Regions from separate parts of the Mus musculus genome. Here all the other regions are linked to region 2. The links are chromatin contacts, called in public HiChIP or PLAC-seq and promoter capture Hi-C maps. All regions are on one chromosome and are shown on one strand. Each heading gives the region's core, a stretch centred on a gene start, on an enhancer-like site or on the middle of the called end of the contact. The rest is flanking DNA. Distances are from core to core; before and after follow the strand shown.

Region 1 (3,167 bases), core at 22-2,521, 660 kb before region 2:
ATATGTGGGTGGAATATCCCATTGCAAATAGAAAACTCATGTCACTTGAAGTTCTAGAACAGCCCCAGGGTGACTGAAGCAACCAGGATCCAAACCCCAAGGTTCTGTCGTCTGGGACACACAGGGCCGTGAAGGGAATAGGCTTAGCTTGAAGGAGATGGGAGAAAGCGCTTCAATTAAGCGTTAGCCTTGGGGGCTCAGAGCACAGCCTTGTGGGTCTTCAGGGGCGGGGCCAGTGGTGATAGGAATGTGAACCTGGACTCTGCCCTAGCTAGCGTCCAACTGTGGGCCAAAGGGGACAGATAGTGATCTTATGCAAAAACAGGCCCAGAGGGGCTCCAGACTTCCTCCCACCTGGACCCAGCTCTGCACGCGGTAATCCCTTGTTCAGGAACTACTTATGCGCTGAGAGACCCAGGCTGAGAGTCCAAGAACCGAATGTGTAACTTTGAGGGAGTCATTAGTGCTCTGTGGATCTACTGTTTTCTCTGTAAATTCAAGGGGATGGGCCGGGGGGGGGGGGGGGGGAAGCTACATTTACACAGGTCTACCTTTGCATAGGTCTAGGTCGGTGCTGTGGGCCCAATCAAAGTCAGAGGGCTAAATAACCTCCTTTTTTTTCTTTTTCCTTGTTTTAAGAATCTTACAGCCCAAGCTGTCCTGGAACTCACTTTGTAGTTCAGGCTGATCTTGAACTCGTGGCAATTCTCATGCCTGAGCTTCCCCAGTACTGGACTATTAGGAATGCGCCACCATGCCTAATACTCTCTTATATTGCTTCCTTGGTCCTCACATTTTTAAGAGGTTCATACTTCCAAGTTGTGGGCGATGCCCCCAGAAGGCGGGCTCGAGAAGACAAACCGCACAGCCCCCCTCCCCCCAGCTCTGGCTTCCTGTCTTCGCACGTGGACAACTGCACGTCCCGGGGTCTCTCACGTCTGCTAGACCGCTTCACTCCGCCTTCCACCCGGAGGGTACCCGCCCTCCCGTGCCCCCTATGCCAGCCCTTCCCTACCGCAGGCCGGGCCAGCACACACAAGGAAGGGTCCCCAATGCGGCCCCTCACCATGGGCAGCACCAGGCCCTGGTTGTAGTCCGTGTGCTCCCCGATGAGGTTGACGCGGCCCGGCGCCGACACTGCCAGCTCCGGCTCGGCTCCAAACTCCTCCATGAAGGCCCGGCGGGCCTCGGCCAGCAGCTCCTCGACCCGGGGCGGTCTCCAAGCAGCCATGACGCTCGTCTGCAGCTGGGCGCACCGCCCCGCGGGATGCTGGGGGCGGAGCCACGTGGCGCGGACTTACATTCCTGTCCTTCGCGGGACCCCGCCCCCGCTACGACGGCCCCGCCCATCCCACCTGCAGAGCGGGGTCCAAACTTAGCTCTCCAGCGCAAGCCAACGCGGCAGCTGACAGCTGGAGGAAGAGACTCGGTTGCAACTTGTATCTTCGGTGATGTCCTAGCAGGAGTTTGGGGCTCCCACTTGAGTAGCAGTTAACACAAATGGAGATCTGAACTTCCCATCCATCCCTGAACCTGGAGCCTCTTAATGCGCTCCCATCCCCATCATCATCATCCCTCACACAGCCAGGGCAACACCAACACGAGCTGGCAACAGGAACAGCTGAGTGTCCCAGAGGATCTAGCGAAGTTATGCTAAGTCGTCAGCCCCTGGTCGGTCATGTCTCTAACAGGATGATGTGGTACACAGTCTAGGGATAAACAAGGAGAGCCAAGGTTCGAAGCCTTTTACAGGCTCCTTCTCTGGCTCCTGGCGATGGAGGACTGAAGTTCATCTCATCCAGTGGCCGGCAGGAAGCAAGCTCAGGCACTCCTCGATGACGCAAAGGCTACTGCAAAGATGGCTAATGTTGTTGGCCCCTAGCAGTTGCTTCCTCCACAAGAGCCTTGGTCTCAGAGACATGACCATCTAAAGCCTTCATGCTGGCCCAAATCTTTGCCTGGATTCCTAGCTATTCCTGGTCACCTTGTGTGAAACCTTCTAACAGAAGGACTAAAATGTAAGACAGTAAGAGTGGAGAACGGTAGGGGGTGTAGCTCAGTGGTAGAGAGCACATGCATTCAAAAGAAACACACAAATAAATGTACTATCTTATTCAAAAATTAAATAATTTCCAAGCCAGGCATAGTAGTCCATCTCAGCACATGGGAGACTCAGGCCGGAGGAGCGGCAGTCTGAAACCAGTCTGGGCTAAGATTCTGTCTAGAAAACAAATAAACAGGTTTTGTTAACAAAAGACATGTAAATCAAGAAAGCAGTATGTGGGGCTGGAGAGATGGCTCAGTGGTTAAGAGCACTGACTGCTTTTCCAAAGGTCCTGAGTTCAAATCCCAGCAACCACATGGTGGCTCACAACCATCCGTAATTAGATCTGACTTCCTCTTCTGAAGTGTCTGAAGACAGCTACAGTGTACTTACATATAATAAATAAATCTTTAAAAAAAACAAAACAACAAAAAAAGAAGGTGTGATCTTCTAAAAAAAAAAAAAAAGAAAGAAAATAAGAAAAGAAAGCAGTATGTGAGCCAGGCACGGTGGCACACAGCTTTTTAATCCCAGCACTTGGGAGGAAGAGGCAGGAAGATGTCTGAGTTCAGAGGCCAGCCTGGTCTACAGAGTGAGTTCCAGGACAGCCGAGGGAGAAGAAGAAGAAGAAGGAGAAGAAGAAGGCGGCATTCAAAACAATCAACAAGAAGGAAGAGAGGAAGAAAAAAAGAAAGAAAGAAAGAAAGAAAGAAAGAAAGAAAGAAAGAAAGAAAGAAGCAAGCTCTAATAGCACAGGTCAGTACTCAGGAAGCAGAAGCAGGCAGATGCAGGCAGAAGTAGGGTTGTGGCAAATTCAAGACCAAGGTACCTTACATAGGGCTACACAGTGAGACCCTGTCTCAAGTGGGATAAGGAAGGATGGGGAGGGGGAACGGGACTGGGACAGAGACAGGACTGAAGGGACAGGATGGCTGGAGGACTTTGATAAATCCCCGTATTCCCAGCATCTAAGAGGCAAACACTAAGGAATCCTAGCCAGGTATGGCGGCATATACATTTAATCCCAGAACTCAAGAGTTGGAGACAGGCAGAAGATCTGGAGTTCAAGGTCACCCTCAGCTACATAGTGAATTCCAGGCTAGCTCCTACTAGGTAAGACCCT
Region 2 (3,489 bases), core at 737-3,236:
TGCACCCACCTACTCTCATACATGTGCACCTGCATACATGTTCATACCCACACGTCAATTTTTAAAGACACAAATCCTCCTCCGCCCTACTTGTCCCCCTGGAAGAAAAGCTCTTATGTAGTAGGTCAACTCGCTCAGCGCATTAGCAACCGAATGATAAAAGCATAAACTCTGCGGGCTGAGATCAAACCAAGTCAGGCACCACTGAGGCTTTAACCAGCCCCTCCCCTCCCCTCTTGACACGTGTCTTCTCATCTGCCAGATGGGATAGTCCCAGGGCTTCATAGATAGCGAGGGTTAAAGAACCTGAGACAGTGAGCAGCCACCTAGCGAATCCAATTCGTCATGTGCTAACTACCATTATTATCTTGTCTGCCGAAGGTCACGTGCCCACGAGTTTCACAAGCGGCTTTGGGCAAATTCTTGAGAATTCCCCCTGCAAGTCTCACATGAAAGAACTTAATGTGCCGAGAGAAAATGCATCCTTCCTGTCAGAACTCAACAAAATAGTCTGTCTTCAAGGGTAAGATAGAAAATTCAAGGGCCTGTGTTCTTGCTGAATACATTATTGATTATCTCCTTGGGACATTCTGTGAGAAAGACACAGCCCAACACTAAGCCCAGCACTATGAGGGAATAAAAAAAATATTAAGAGAGTTCCCTCCCCCCAAAAGGACTCACAATTAAATTAAAGGAGAGAAATATACACGGATATGGTCATTAAGAGTGAGTAACAGATTTCCACATTAAAAAGATGATACAGGCTAAATGCTACAGAGTTCCATTTGAGGAGGACTGGAGGACCGGGCGAGGGTTGTGAATAAAAGGCTCTAGATCTTGTAAATTTAAACTAGCTTGTAAATAGGTATAAGTTCTGGCCCTGCCTTGCCATTTTGTCCTATTTAAAAATGAAGTCAAGATGCCCCATGCAAAATGATACTCTAAACGAACGAGGCAGGATCGAAAGACATGGAAAACACGCCCACGATAGAGGAAGAGGGTCCCTCATTCAGGAATCCTGTCAAGTCTCTTGCCAACAGAGAAACAAGAATTCTGGCATAATTACCAACTGCTGAAGGCCCTTTTGCCCTTCCCAGATATTAAACTACAATTTTTCAGCGACCCTCACCAATTACACCACCCCCACCCCCATGCAACCCCTAGCGACTTGTGCCTACAGTTCCATCCAACGCTTCTCTGGGGCCAGCACACTTATTTCACTTACCAAGATAGCAAGAAAGTGGGGAGGGGGTGTCTCCTAGCAACCTTTTAAGATGTAACTCACGAGCTACTAGAATTATACATGGCTAACACAATCAATTGCAACTCTCCTTGAGCCAGTTCCCACCCTGGGTATGCATTCTTCTTGAGCGCTTCTCTTTCTCCTAATCCTCACACTAAACCCCTCTATTAAAATGGTTTTTATCTCCAACTTATACCGGCTAGTCCTCAGCGCCGATTTCATTGTATCTTCCCTGTGAGAACAGTGCCACAGGCAGGCGAATACCTGGGGCTGCTGCTGCTGCTACTGACGGTCGCCCCTGCAGCTCTCGAGTGCCCCCTGCCGCCGGAACCCGCTCTCGCCCCCATCTTAAAAGCTTCTGCCCATTCCCTGGGACTCTCCCTGGACTTCACTAAGGAACTAAGCCAAGTGACATTTCTCCACCCCAGATAAAAATCTGCAGCACAATTAACGAGCCTCAGTTTCCTCAACGGTCCCTGAACCCTCGAACATTCTCCACCTCCCCAGACTTAGCGGGGGACCGCCGAAGTTCACAGTCCAAGCTCCTTACCCCGAACCCTCTGCTGCCCCTGGTGGCTGCCACCATCTTACCCCTTTCTCTTCACTCAATGTGAGGTGAGACGACCCATTCTTGGCAACGGTAGATTTAGAACTACATTTCCCATCAAACCATTCTCGACATCGCGAGAGTTCCGGCGAGACTTGCGGAGGGGAGGGAAAACGGGAAGACTGCGCGCAAGCGCGATCTCGTCCTTTCCGAGGTCCTCTGCCGCGTGTTTGGAAGTTATGGCCGCGCGGGTCTGTGGTGTTCTCCCTGAAAGGCCTAAGCTTTGGGTGATGGTAAGTTGTGGAAAAGGGAAGATGAGGTTTTTCCTACACATACCGTCGACACGCTTGCTCTCTCCGGAGGTGACGTGTCGACGATCAGCCCTTTCCTTTGCTATTGTGGGCCTTAGGAGGTCTGAGATGCTGTCTAAGGAAATGCTCCCCAGACTGCGAGACGTTTGATGCGGACGGGATGAAGCCCTTTTTGGTCTTCGATCTCCCTTCTCTTGGGGCGGGGAGCGGTCTTCTCTCTGTGACCCAAAGCCAGCCATGTGCTCAGCTCTGTCTTCCCTGGGGTCTCCATTGAGGGTGGTGGCCTTAAGTGAACACGAGTGACTCCTGCTAACTACAGATTGTCATGAACGGGATTGAAAACTGAAAGCCGTTAGCTCTAACGCGGCATAACTTCTCCTTCCCCGAAGGCATTGCCTTTTGGCACTCGGGAGACAAGATGCAGGTTCCGTCTCAGAAGTAATGGCTGGATCCCTGAAAGCCAACGGGCTCGGTGTGGTCCACCCGTCAGAAGGCATAGGTAGATGGTGGGCATCTGCCTCAGACATAGTTCTCAAGTTCAGCCAGAAGAATGCGCGTTGAGCCCTCTGCAGCCCGTGTCGGTAAGGGTTCCAAACAAGTCCAGAAGAGGGTCTGTGCCGGTGTAATTTGGGGCTATAGAGTGTCGTTCTGCAACTCAACGTGGTTGCCAGAACCGGATTTCCAAAAATGAGTTGGGTTGGCACTGGGGGGTTTGGGGGGCCTCTTGCTGGTTGAGCTGAGGATGATTTAAGTTATCCCTGTCTGAAATGACACTTTTGTGAAGAGTCATGGTTTACTGAGGCTCGACGTTTTGAGGTCTGTTTTGAGAATGACCACAGTAAGGTTGCTTCTGTTAGAATGAAGTGGGATCTCTTTATTACTCCTTCAGACGGAGGTGTTGTCTCCAGGAAGCATCATGGAAAGGCGTGGTGGTGCACAAGGGCCTTCAGGATGCCTGCGCCTGGTAAGAGCTTCATAGAGTCGCAGGGGTTGTGGTAGCTGGGAAGGGTTGGTTGTTAGGTTTGGGGTGGGGGTGGGGTTAGAGGTTGTTGGGGATTGATTGTCCAGAGGAGGGCGTGGTCCTCCTTACTCAGCACTCTCACAAGCTGCATTTAACATTGGTGAATACAAAATTGTTCCTCACTCAACTGCTAAGTAAACTGACGTTCAGTGAGTGGGTTCTGTTTCTTTTGTATATGCGTGTGCCACTGCATCTATGTGTCTGGTTGACTTGAGTGAGTTTGGTTTCCCCTTTAGCCACCAAGCTGTTTTTTGGCCTAGAAATTGGGTTAAGTAAAGATTTGGGCCTGCTACCTGGGAGTAGCACAGAGCCTTGTCTTCTGTAACACAGAATCACTGGCTTCCAAACCTGGATATCTCTCAGAACA
Region 3 (3,111 bases), core at 525-3,024, 520 kb after region 2:
AGAGCAGGCCCCCTTCCATTTTGTACAGCCCCTCACAGTAGGTCTCATAGGATCTTCCAGGGGCCCTGTGGTTAAAAAAAGGTTCTGAAGTCAAAAGACAGGAACTGCAGTACACACCTGTAATCCCAGCACTTCGGATGCTGAAGCAGGAGGATCTTGAGTTGAAGGTGGTCTTAGGCTACATAGCAAAACCCTGTCTCAACAAAACCCAAAGCAGCAATAAAAGGATCATCGCCAGAGAGGATATTCACATAGCAGGAAGTTCTGCATTGGAGGGGCTAGGGAATGGCTCTGGCTAAGATGCTTGCCATTCAAGCAGGAAGACAACACTGTGTAGGCTCAGAACCCACGTCACACCCGGTGGGTGCGGTGCACACACACACACACTATATAAATATATACTATAGGTATTATCATACATGCATAATATATAATTATAATATATAATTATAATATATGTAATACAAATTTTAGGTCGCTGAAGGCCCAGTTCTCCAGCCTCCCCAGTGGCCTCCAGATCCTTGCATAGGGAGGAACCTAGCGGGGTTGGGAGGTGGAGCTGACTGTGGTGTGGCCTTTAAAAAAGGCAGGTAGGTAGAAATTGGTAGGTAGAAACAGAAGGAATTTGTGAGTCCTAGGCCAGCCAGGATTACAAAATGACATGCTATCTCAAAAAAGTAAAACAGGAAGAAGAAAAGGAAAAGGAAAGAAAAGAAAAAGGAAAGACAGCTGTGCTCCTTGTTCCCTCTGCCGCAAGCCCTTTGCACTGGCTGACAGCACTCATCTGCTTCTCCCTGGCTCTCAGGAGATCTCTACTCTCCGTGTGCTCAGACCTTAGGGCCTGGTTTAGTTCTGTCTACCTACTTTCCTGCACATTCTTTTTCCATTGCTTTGTTTTTTGTTTGTTTTCGTTTTCTTTCTCTTTCTCTCTCTCTCCCTCCCTCCCTTCTTTCTTTCTCTCTCTTTCTCTCTCTCTCTTTCTTTTCTCTCTCTCTCTTTCTTTCTTCCTTTCTTCCTTCCTTCCTTTCTTCCTTCCTTCCTTTCTTTCTTTTTTTTGAGTTAGGTATTCAGAGATTTACAAATAAGCAGAACCGAGCCCATGGATCTCCCCAGTATGATCTGTGAGGACTAACAGGTATTTTAGTTCAAGGGACAATTATAGCAGGTAAAAGCTCAGCTCTATAGACAGGATCAAGAGTGCTGGAAATACTCTAAGTGGGCAAACGTAAGGAATGTGCTGTTGTTGTTTTTCGAGACAGGGTTTCTCTGTGTAGCCCTGTCTATCCTAGAACTCACTCTGTAGACCAGGCTACCCTTGAACTCAGATATCTGCCTTCCCCTGCCTCTGGGATCAAAGGTGTGTGCCACTACCCCCTGTCCCTACACTTTCTTAACCTCCCCGCAATGCTGTTCATCTGGTCTTAGATAACTGATCACTGCCCATCTTTCTTACCAAAGCAAAATCTGTCTCCAGGGCCCATGTCAGGTAATACATGGACACATTCAAGAGATCAATTTTGAATCAGCAACTGGAAAAAAAAATAATTACTGAGACAAAAACACATGAGCATTTTAAAGCTCTTGCTATTTTTCCAGAGTGCCTTCCAGGAAGGCAGTGTCAGGAGACACACCCACTGGTTCTCCTGGACTGTCTGTGTACACTGTTACTGTAAATTTCACACTTCAGCAACGCCTCAATCGCCTGACCCTCTGAGCCGGAATCAGAGCAGAGTCAGCATCAAAGGTGCTGAGTCAAGTTGGCCGGTGGAGTCAGCTTAGTCCTCCTACGATGGGACGGTCCCCTAAGGGGAACCACTCAGCTGAGCACTGGCCATGGGGAGATCCTCAAAGGAGAACAGAGGCAGACAAAGGCTGTGGGGTTCAGATGATAACACGGGGGAGGGCCTGCTGGAGGCTGAAGCTCTGCTACAACCCCCACCCACCCCGAAACTGACTGACTGGGAAGGCTTCGACGAGGCGAAGACCCATGACTAGGGTCACAGACTTGGGGCTTTCCCAAGGCAGGTGGCTGCTGGGAGAGCCTGGTGCAATGCCTGTTTCTCAGTTCTCACAGCCTGGAGTAACCCCTCCTTAATCAGTGAGGCTAATTTGGGAAACATGCCAAATACTTGGTGCCCCGCCTTTTAGATTTTTTCTAGCCACCAGAATGGTTAGCCTACTGCAACCCAAATTTCTTTTCTTTTTAAAGTACCTAGTTTGGGGTACTTTATACATCAAAGTTATCAGATGGTAAGAGGTTGTTCATCTCTTGTTGGTGGCTGACTCCCTTCCTTGCTGACGCTGAAGGCCTGAGTTGCTGTGCCAGACTAACCCTCTCCAGAAGGAGTAGCCCGGTCAGTAAAGAGCTTGGATCTAACTGGCTAAAAACAGAGGCTCTGGAGCTGTGAACTTGGTGGTAGATCTGTCTTCTATCAATGCCAACTGTGGCCAGCTCCCAACTACTGAAAGAAAGTTGGAGATGAACCTGAAGAAACAGGCTTGGTCCCTGACTCCAGACACAGAGGGGTTGCGTGACTGCAGCTTCAAACCATGGTCTTTGTATTAATGCACTTCCATGCGCCCTGGGCCGTAGCCTCCTCTGGGTGGGAATCCGGGAGGCTACTCTTGCTGGCGGCCTCATGCTCCAAGCCCAAGACAGCAAGGTAGAGCTGCAGAGAGCTCTAACCTAGTCTGAGAAGTGACTTCCCACTCCAACGGAAGCCTACACAGATGTAAAGGGGAGGCACCTAGGTCCTGGTGATGGAAGACGGTTCAAGGTGACCGCAAAGCATGTCGGGTACTCTGCGGCCAGTTTTGGAGTTATGCTCTGATGAAAACTTTATTCCCTCCACAGAGGACAAAAGGAGTCCAGGCCAAAGGGGATGTCAGAGTCGGAGGGCCTTCTGGGGCCTGCCCATTGGACATTCTCACCCTTTGGCTCCAGTCCTGAGTCATGCTTCCCCCTTCATCTAAGCACTGAGCCAGCCACTGTCAGGCTCTGAGCAGCCAGTGTCCACACTCCTGGGGGTGAAAGGCCCTTTCAGGCCTTCTGGCACCTACCAACCTACGTAGGGCACCGACCCAACTCCTTTCAAAGAGAAGGTGTTTCCA
Region 4 (3,334 bases), core at 252-2,751, 670 kb after region 2:
AAACACTTAGTGCAGGACCTGGTATATGGAGTCTTGATACATGCCTGTTGAACTGTGATGAGCATTTGTCTATCTGTCACCTCTCCATCCGTTCATCCATCTACCCACTTGTCTGTCCATCCATTCACCTGTCTGACCATCCATCTACCCACCTGTCCGTCTGTCTGTCCCATCCATCCATCTATTCATCCATCTATCCGTCCATCTACCCGTGTCTGTCCATCTACCCATTCGTCCATCCACCCATCCATCCATCCATCCATCCAACCACCCATCTGTCTATCCACCTATCCATCCATCCGTTGTCCATTTGTCAGTCTGCCTGCCCACCCATCCTTACTCTCTGTTCAGGCAGCATTACATGACACTGCTTGGTCATTCATTTCAACAGTGCGTCATAGGCTGCCCTGAGGCATTTGCTCTACTTGGTTGGTTGCTTCTCCTTAGAGAACTAGGTCATGGTGTGAGGATCTTTCAACATACACTGGTGCCGAGGGATTCGTGTTCCCTGGTGGATGGCTAGAATTCTTGGGTTTCAGGATCTCCCCAGGACAGGGATCTGTAGCTGCAAGAGTGAGTGGCTCATCTCAGTTCTTCTGCCTGTCCTTGTTGGACTCCATAATACAGTCACAGGTTTCTTCTTCCTTAAGGTCCTGTGGTCACGCCCTCTTGCACCAGCCAGGACCAGCTTCTCTCTACCTGGCCCTTAAGACCCTGCCTTCAGTCTCGTCCTGTCCCATGTCATGCCCTGACCCCCACCCCCACCACAACAAAGTGAATGGGGCACCCGGAAGCCTTTGGCAGTATCAGCTGACCTAGGCAGAAAAGATCTGTATCTCTGGGGTCAGGCCTTTGTCCACGGGATTTCTGGCGGCAGGGGGTAGGAGGGTAGAGGGGTAGGGCGGGGTGTCTACTTTTTGTTATTTCAAATGATTTCATAAGTTGGGGGAACCTTTGACCATGTTTCACCCACCCCAAGCTCTGGTGTATGTCAGCAGCTGACAGCAGCTGATAGGACAGGGGTCAAGGGATTGGGAAGCAGCTCTGTCGCCTCCCCCCCCTTAGGGGACATCCCTGATAAGAGGAAATTCTTGTAATAAATGGCCAGTGTCCACAGTGGGGTGATGGAGTGGCCTCTCTCCCACCCCCTTCTTTCTCCATAGACATTTGTCAAGAGCAAAGGGAATCTGTGGCCCAGCAGCCTCGATGGCCCCTGCTGCAGTAGGACATGCCAGTGGCGTCCTGGGTAGGGCTGGATCTTCAGGTGCAGCTGTTGCTGTTGGAGATTCCTGGGGGTGGGCAGAGTCAGGGCTGCCTTCCCCGATGCTGCTATGTAATAGATGACCCCAAGGATGGGCCCAAGCAGGGTGGTCAGTGGACCCCGGAACCGGAACCGTATTTAAATCCCTGACCCAGAACTTTGGAGGGCTCTGCAGAGGCCTTAGTGTGCTGTTGGAAATCTGCTGTGGCTTTTGAGGAAATGAATGAGAAGGGCTTGCAGGTTGCAGCCTGCCCTGAGCAAAGGTTGATGTCTCAATAGGCCCAGCCTAGTGAGAAACTGCTAGCTGTAAATGAAGAACAGAAGGGGTCTCCTCGAGGGGGGTGGGGCGCCCCTGGACTTGGTCCAAGTTTGCCTCTGTGGATTGGGGCCAATTGAAACCACGTTGGCAGAAGTACAGGGCTCCTTGAGAGTCCTCCCTACAATAGAGGGGAGGTTGGGTGAGGGAAGCTTGGCAAACAGCCAAAGCAGGGACCCTACTCCCTTCTTTGGGATGCCTAGGGCCCCTGCCTCTGCACACCTCCCCACCCTGCCCTCATCGAAGGAAAGGAGGAGTGGATGGGATGAAGTCTCAAACTTCTCTGTCCGTCCCAGGCCCTTATCGGACGCAAGGTCACAAGCATCTCCCAGCAGAGAGCAGCTTGCGGAAACCACATCAGGGCAGTGTTAAGTCCCCTCTTGGAACTTGGACTGGGGAAGGCACTCCAGCTGGGAGAGGTGGGAAGCGCTCCCTTTGCAAATCCCTCTCTACTGAGGCCAAAGCCAAGGCCAAGCCTTTGTGTTGGGTTTCCAAGTGGGGGTCCGGGGGCGGTGCAGGAGGAGTCTCAGATTTCTGGCATCCATGCTTTTAACCAGACTCCAAGGAGACACTTCCTGCCCCAAACAAAGTGTGAAGTGTAATTCGATTTGACTTACTTATCAAATTAGATGAGCCATGTGCACTTTTAAAAAGTTCGGCTTTTGAAACCGGGCACATGAATTTGCAAGATTTGATCATTTATATGCAGTTTCCATCTTTGGAACAGGACAGGGAGCCTCTTGTGACATTTATGGGGAGCGCAGGGTCCTCCGGTGAGTCAGCAGGGGCCAGGGCACTGTGAAGGCAGGGTGAAGAAGATGGGGGAAGTCCCAGCTCCCCAGAAAGCAGCCTTCCACATCTCTGCCCACCCATGTGCTGACAACCTGGGTCGAGCCGCCCAGGGAGTCAGCTGCTAGAGCCTTGACCCCTCTAACGTGGGCTCCTCAGACTTATGTCCCATGCTCCTTGACTCTGTATCCCTCCTGCATTTGTCCATCTCTCCAGCCACAGAAGCTGCTGATCTAGATCATCTGTGTGGTGTGTGTGTGTGTGTGTGTGTGTGTGTGTGTGTCCATACGTGTGTGTGCGCAGATGTACAAGCAGGTGGAAACCAGAGGAATATGCTGACCTTCGTCAATCACCTTTTTTTGTGTGACAGGGTCTCTCACTGAAGGTCTGTCAGTTCAGCTTCTGGAATGCCTCTCTGTTTCCACAGCCTCCAGCTCTGGCACATAGAGTCATCATTGGCTCTTACAGGAGTACTGGGGATTTGAACTCGGGTCCTCAGTAATTCCATAACAAGTGTTTTTATCCACTGAGCCATTCTCCCAGCCTCAAGTCCTCACTTTTTTGTGGCGTAACATTCCTGTATCGGGGAGTCTGTGGGGGTTTGTCGTGGCTCCATTTAAAATCTTACTCTGTAAAGCTTCCTCCGTGCACCTGCCTGAGCCTGCCCTTTCACCCACTGGTCAGTTTCTTAGCACAGTGTATCTGCTGACTGACCTTGTTGTGGATCTGATCTCTGAGGACATAGGAATCTGCCGCCATTACTGTCGCTCTCTCTCCAGGGCGAGTCCTGCTCCTCTGGCCCCCAGCTCTGCACGGGCCAGCTTCCCACATGGCTATCTTACTTTATTTTATTTTTTTCCTCACCTTTATTTCCCCAGTGGGCTCATTAGGCTCCTCTCTGCCCACTCCTGCCTACCTGGTGCAGAGAATCACCTCTGAGCCTTTGTGAGTCCCCCTGTCTCCTCGCG

What was found. Promoter capture Hi-C pulls out the DNA fragments that hold promoters and counts their contacts. HiChIP or PLAC-seq counts read pairs in DNA pulled down with a chosen protein or histone mark.
Region 1: a contact with region 2 is called in a promoter capture Hi-C map of pre-B cells. The contact joins the promoter of Galk1 here to the promoter of Snhg16 in region 2. A contact is called at or near these places in 2 of 39 promoter capture datasets (hippocampal neurons and pre-B cells) and 3 of 115 datasets of contacts at active chromatin or transcription factors (T-cell acute lymphoblastic leukemia, embryonic stem cells and memory CD8 T cells).
Region 3: a contact with region 2 is called in an H3K4me3 HiChIP or PLAC-seq map of bone marrow-derived macrophages, with 3 times the contacts expected there. The contact joins the enhancer-like site here to the promoter of Snhg16 in region 2. A contact is called at or near these places in 2 of 39 promoter capture datasets (embryonic stem cells and hippocampal neurons), 1 of 484 Hi-C or Micro-C datasets (liver), 2 of 115 datasets of contacts at active chromatin or transcription factors (bone marrow-derived macrophages and embryonic stem cells) and 1 of 9 other capture datasets (embryonic stem cells).
Region 4: a promoter capture Hi-C map of the C10 cell line shows a contact between it and region 2, with 2.6 times the contacts expected there. The contact joins the enhancer-like site here to the promoter of Snhg16 in region 2. A contact is called at or near these places in 2 of 39 promoter capture datasets (the C10 cell line and cranial neural crest), 1 of 484 Hi-C or Micro-C datasets (liver) and 1 of 115 datasets of contacts at active chromatin or transcription factors (embryonic stem cells).

The regions. Positions count from the first base shown.
Region 1 is chr11:116,011,448-116,014,614 of GRCm38.p6, forward strand. Galk1 (galactokinase 1) reads right to left here and starts at 1,272. Exons shown (of 8, transcript NM_016905.2): 1 at 1,067-1,272. The coding sequence starts at 1,231.
Region 2 is chr11:116,669,674-116,673,162 of GRCm38.p6, forward strand. It overlaps Snhg16 (small nucleolar RNA host gene 16), which reads left to right and starts at 1,987. Exons shown (of 5, transcript NR_027821.1): 1 at 1,987-2,083; 2 at 2,491-2,682; 3 at 2,991-3,065. It overlaps Snord1c (small nucleolar RNA, C/D box 1C), which reads left to right and starts at 2,832; the gene lies at 2,832-2,909.
Region 3 is chr11:117,192,832-117,195,942 of GRCm38.p6, forward strand. No RefSeq gene overlaps it. Among named protein-coding and RNA genes, the nearest start is that of Gm39478, 72 kb to the right of the region's middle. Within about 2 kb of position 1,775, at least 14 of the 459 cell types and tissues checked have an H3K27ac peak or open chromatin away from gene starts, as enhancers often do. A contact at or near this core is called in bone marrow-derived macrophages, where this site is marked.
Region 4 is chr11:117,343,575-117,346,908 of GRCm38.p6, forward strand. All of the region lies in intron 2 of Septin9 (septin 9), which reads left to right. Among named protein-coding and RNA genes, the nearest start is that of Gm51932, 9.6 kb to the left of the region's middle. RefSeq lists an enhancer at 1-3,334. Within about 2 kb of position 1,502, at least 83 of the 459 cell types and tissues checked have an H3K27ac peak or open chromatin away from gene starts, as enhancers often do. A contact at or near this core is called in embryonic stem cells and liver, where this site is marked.